Regions from separate parts of the Anas platyrhynchos genome. Here region 1 is linked to region 2. The links are chromatin contacts, called in public Hi-C maps. All regions are on one chromosome and are shown on one strand. Each heading gives the region's core, a stretch centred on a gene start, on an enhancer-like site or on the middle of the called end of the contact. The rest is flanking DNA. Distances are from core to core; before and after follow the strand shown.

The links. Hi-C and Micro-C count contacts between places; a contact is called where the count stands out from the background.
Region 1: a Hi-C map of skeletal muscle shows a contact between it and region 2, with 2.0 times the contacts expected there. The contact joins two enhancer-like sites. A contact is called at or near these places in 2 of 8 Hi-C or Micro-C datasets (F1 follicle and skeletal muscle).

Annotation. Positions count from the first base shown.
Region 1 is chr8:29,314,893-29,317,592 of IASCAAS_PekinDuck_T2T, forward strand. The region is part of intron 3 of RNF220 (ring finger protein 220); the gene reads left to right. Among named protein-coding and RNA genes, the nearest start is that of RNF220, 90 kb to the left of the region's middle. Within about 2 kb of position 1,324, at least 1 of the 8 cell types and tissues checked has an H3K27ac peak or open chromatin away from gene starts, as enhancers often do.
Region 2 is chr8:29,240,836-29,243,535 of IASCAAS_PekinDuck_T2T, forward strand. The region is part of intron 2 of RNF220 (ring finger protein 220); the gene reads left to right. Among named protein-coding and RNA genes, the nearest start is that of RNF220, 16 kb to the left of the region's middle. Within about 2 kb of position 1,261, at least 1 of the 8 cell types and tissues checked has an H3K27ac peak or open chromatin away from gene starts, as enhancers often do.

The sequences.
Region 1 (2,700 bases), core at 74-2,573, 74 kb after region 2:
GCGTGCGTGTGTTTGGGTTTTTTGGTGTTTTTTTCTTTTTTCTTTTTTTTTTTTTTATGAGAGCCCTTTAATCTCAAGCCAATATGTCAAAATCAAATTAAGCCTTGGAAGGGGAACGGGCTCAGCGTGCCAAGCTCGCTCGCTCGGTTGTAAATGTACAATTGTTTCTGGGAGCTGTTATTAAAGCGCCGGGGCTGCTGCCCATTAAGGGACCACAACGTCACATCCTCCAGCCACGAGGGGAGCAGGGGACAGACCCACTGCGTCCCCTGCGCCACGGCACGGGGACGGTGGCACCAGCCCTGGCTTGGGTGGGCTTCGTTACAAGCAAAAACAGCAACGACAGCAGTGTGGGCATCCCCAATTTTCTCTGCAGCCTGTGTTTGATGGTCTGTAGGCTCACGGCGAGCTGGCTGGGACAAGAGGGGACCTTGTGCCTCGTCCCCACAGTGGTTTTGCTCTGGACACGGGTGGGTGGGAGCAGGGGGAGCCGGTGTGCGGTAGCTGCTGGGAAGCAATGGCACGGTTAGATCTGTTCTGCGGTCTTTATGGGTCCCACTAAATCCTGTGTAATGTACTGTAAATAAAGTTTATAGCTGGAATCGGTGTTTTACAGGGGCAAAGCAAAGTCCAGCTGCAGAGCTCCAAACAAACGTGCTGCATGCGGGGGGGAGGCGGCCACGGTGCCCCCAGCTGAGCCCCCTGTTCGTGGGGCAGGTTTCGCTGGGTGCCGGGAGCAGCACGGCTCCAGCCTCCATCCTTCCCTTGCACCAATGCCTCTGGACACTCTTGTCACTGCAAATGGCTCCCAGCATCTCCTCCCCATCAGCAATTTAGACTGAAGTCACTTGCAAAGTGAAAATAAATGGGTTTCTGCAAGCGCTGGGGGGGGGTCAGTGGCGAGGGGACGGGTAGATGTTGCACACAGGGAAACTGAGGCAAGGAGCCTTGCTCCAGGGTCACGTATCAGCGCTCAGGCAGAGCCAGAAGTGAGCCCTGCGTCTCTCCCCTTGCACCTCTGGCAGGGACCTGACCCTGGGCATCGGGGCTGGGAAGCCCAGGGGTGTCGGGGGCACCCAAAACACCACCCTCAGCTCCTTCCCCACGGCTCTGCAGGGCTGTGCCCGCCCATGCTCTGGGCTGCCCGGCGATTCCCAGACATGCTGCGCTCGCTGTTTTCCGGGAACCGAGAGGCCTGAGCAGAGATAAATAAGTGATACAGACATCAGTGCACTAAACACACATGACGCGCTCCCTCCGGCTCCCCCCGCACCCACATAGTTCTATTAATCCTGACAAATTATGACGTACAGACGTGTAATGCAAACTGATTCATCATACATTCAAATCTGCCGTGCGGGAGCAGCGGGAGGGCAGAGGCAGACAAGTGTATTACACGGATAATGTATTTGACGTATTAATAAAACCAGCCGCATTGCTCAATCTGGGGAGAGGGGGGGGATGCCGATACATCATGACAGATCGCATATTGATGGAATCCAGATGTTGGGAATCATAGTCTTGGGGCCTTTCTTGTATTGACTAAAGGTAAAAAATGCAGGCTGTCAGCACATTAAATCTCCGCTCCGCTCGCCGGGGCTGGGGCAGCGGTTATTTATTTCTGGAGCACGGGGAAGCTGCTGCCCACGTCCCCCGTCCTGCCAGCCCAGGCACCCAGCACACTGCATGCAGGAGGGGACAAAGAGCCCTTCCACGACCAGCCTGGGCACATCATCAGCTTGAAATCCCTGCATCAGCCCCTCTGCTGACAGCCCAGCCTTCCCCATCCAGCCCCTGGCACTGCTTTTTGGCCAGTGCTTCCACAACGCAGACCCAAAGGTGCGGTTTGGAAGCGGCCCCCCGGTGTTGCTGCTGCTGCTTCCCATGGTTTGCTCCTTCAGCACAGCTCTGTCTCCCTTTTTATGCTCGCTCCGAGCCAATTGTGAGCGGTCTGAGTGAGTGCTGCAGGGGAACGGGAGCGTTAAACATGCGCTTTTCTGTCAGGGTGCATCCCCTGGTATCCGTAGTGTTTTCAGGGGAAGGTATCCTCTTACTCCTGCTTTCACAGGTAAAGGTCATTGTGCCAGTAGTAACTTCAACTTTTATTTTCCCTGACAGAGGCCTTTTAAAATGAAATCATCTAGTTTCGGGTCTGTTTGGGCTGGATAATTTTTAAGGGCATTCTTGAAGCCCGTTTGCCTCTGGCGTGTGCGTGACGCAGTGCTGGGTACGCAGGAACCGACGGCGCATACAGCAGCAGGGCACCTCTAGGAGCCACCTTGCCTGGTGCTCCTCTGGCTCAGCAGCATCTCTCTGCAGTGTGTCCAGCCCAGTTTTTGACTTGCAGCAGGTAGCGAGGGATGTCTGACCCCAAGGGAGAGCTTAAATGATCACAGGGATTCAGACCACGGGGGCTCCAGCGCATAGGAGCCCATACAACTACTTGCGTGGCATTTTCCCCCTGTCAAAATGGATCAAAAAGCAGGAAACGGGGAACGGAGGGAAATACAGAGCAGATGTTGATGTGCTGGTGTTTGCCCGAGGGCTGCCTGCTGGTTACAAGGGGGAGCAGGATGTGGCAGCCCCACGAGCTGATGCCTTTGGGGTGTCACCGTGCCCTACACCAGCGTTGTATGGCCACACCATGCAGACATCTCAGAAGCTCTGTGCTTTTAGCACTCCTTTAACCTCCAGGAGCCT
Region 2 (2,700 bases), core at 11-2,510:
GTCTGCAGATCTCCGTCTCCATTAGCCAGAAGTAATGTTCCCACCATCTCATTATTTTCCCTCTTAAAATGAAAACAACGCGTTGACTGTGGAAACAGAGGGAGATCCTGTTAGGGGAAGGCAGAGCCGGGGAGAGAGAACTTGAACTGGTCTCACTCGAATGTGTCTCAGATGTTGCTACCGTCTGGGGAAGCTGTGCATGGATCAGGCCCCGGGTTTGCAGCACATTTCAAGGAAGAAGGGGCCTTCAGCTGGGGAAATGCTTCCCCTCGGGTTGTCTCTGTGGGAACACCACGAGGATCCAAGCCTCCTGAGCTCACCCCCTGTGAGCAGGGTGCCCTGGGGGGTTATGGTGTCAATGCAACCCAGGCGGGACCCTGCTGTCCTGGACGTTGCCTGTTGTGTCTGGGTTGTTAGCTGCACCTGGGCAAAGAGGCAGAGGAAATCCCGGTGTGGTGTGATGGGTTTTGCAGAAAGGGCCCCGAGAGGAGAGGCAGTTTGACACCGCTCGCTGATGGCCCCTCCGCTGTGTACTCAGGTGGCTCGCTGGTGTCCAGGTGACCCCAGACCCACGCTAAGGAGATGTGCTGCCAGTTCTTCAGACGCCGGGTATTTCACTTTTGCTGCACGTTTCCAGCTTGACCGCTGGAGCAGGAAGAGGGAAGGGCTGCCTGGGCAAAGCCCCGAGCACAGCCCGTGTTGTGCTGTGGGCTCTGTTGACCTTGGACAAGCAGAGCCCTTTCTCGGGGCACATCTCTAAAGCAGGGCTTACACCGTTCCCGCAGCACAGCTGAGGGCATTGCATCCACGTCTCTGAGGGGCTCAGGTCCCAGGTGGCAGCAGGAGCCCTGGTACCCGCAGCGCAGTGACATGGCTGGCTGGAGGGGCTGGGGGAGGGCTGGGGGCCTGCTTAATAAACAGTAGCATCGTCGTTTATTCTGAAGAAACAGTTACTGGGTTTTATTTTTCGGCTCTAGAACTTGGATGAACTGCTGAAAACAGTGGCTAGGAACAGCAGAGAAAGAAAAGGGGGAAAAAATTTGGAGTAAGGTAGATAAAAGTGAGAGATAAAAGAAATAATGCAGGGAAGGATGAGTAATCGACATTCTTGGAGTTGAAGCACAGGCTCTGGCTTCCTTCCTGAGCAGTAAAATAAAATTAAAAAAAAAAGTCTTTAGAACAACAAAACTCTGGACGCGCTGGTTTCCTTCCTGACAGGCCCAGCCTCGTGGTGTTTCGATGAGTCCTCATTGGCAACCAGGGCTGATCTAAAGGCCAAAGGCAGAAAGATTGGGGGGAAGGGAGGCGGATTTAACTCTTTGAGCTCTGCTGCAGAACCGCAGATCTCCTGCTTTGTGCGGGTGCTGGAGCACAAACAATGTTCGATGTCACCCTGGCGGCTGAGAGCCGGGTGGCACATCCACCCAGGTGCCCAGCTGCCATCGGAGCGAGTGTCCCTGTTAGGAAACAACAGCAGGCATTTTTAATCCCCGTGCAAGTGGATGAAATTCCTCGGACGGCCCGGAACAATAGCAGCGATGAGCACCGCGGGAGTGGGCTGGCAGCCCTGTCGGCAGCCCCGCCACCGCTCCCTTGCTGTCTCGGGGATGCTCCTTTCGCTTCCAGCATCCATGAATCATTATCCGAGGGTCTCCCCCCAGCACCCTGCCCAGACGGGAAGGTTGGGGTGCAGCAGAGCCCGTGGTGCCCCCCAGGGCTGTGGGTGCTGAGCGGCGGGGAGGATGTGTGTGCCAGGCAGGTCGGGTGGCTCGGGCAGAGCTTGTTTTGCAGCTAACTCTCTGAGGCTCGCCGCTCTCCGCAGGGTTCCCCTCTCTGAAAGGTCGAAGCTACTTCTTAATTCTCAGCAGCTGACAAAATATTTATTTTCAGGTACTTAAAATATTATAATTTGAAGTGGAGTCCAGGGCCCTGGCTGGAGCTGAGCTTTTGTACTAACAGCTTCAGCGAAATGACTTTTTCCTCCTCCAACTTGCCAACAAATGCTTGGAAAATAATTGTGGGACAGTCATCCCTTTAGTGAGCAGATCAAGAAGATTTGAGACTTGCCAGAGACTTTCAAAGGACAGGCCAAAGGTTCAAGTTGTTGCCAGTTCTATTTGTCTTAGCCTTTACACTTAGTTTTGTGTCATTAATTTCATCAAACGCTTGTGGGTAAAAGGCGCCCAGCGGGCTGCTGCTTGTGCTGAGTTCTTTGGGTGTGCTCGGACACCTCTCGGGAAAGAAGCCCACCTTTTTGTGTAGAGAGCGAGATGAAAAACACTGCAGCTGGAGAAGAAACAGCCTTACCCACCAGCACGCCTGCGATAACCCGAAATGGAGAAGGCCACCCTGGGGGAGCCGTAGCAGCGAGCTATTTATTTCCTTCCCGCAGCCCTTTCTAAGTGGGTTTTGCAGGGAGATGCGCATACGAATGGTGAGCGGTGCCTCTGTGCCTACAGGACCCGTAGGGACCGACAGAAATAAGGTGCCTGGTGGGGTTGTGTCAAAGCCTCTGAAAGGAGGGCTAAGCACGGAGTGGTGAACAGAGCATCTCTGCTCGCTGTTAGCAAGGAGGTGATCAGGCTGGAGCACCAACACTGCTGGCACTTCCCCGTCCTGGGGGCCATGAAGCAGAAAAAACAGGGAGAAAACAGCCTCGATTTCTCAGCATGATGCCGATGGCCTTTCCTCGTGCCGCAA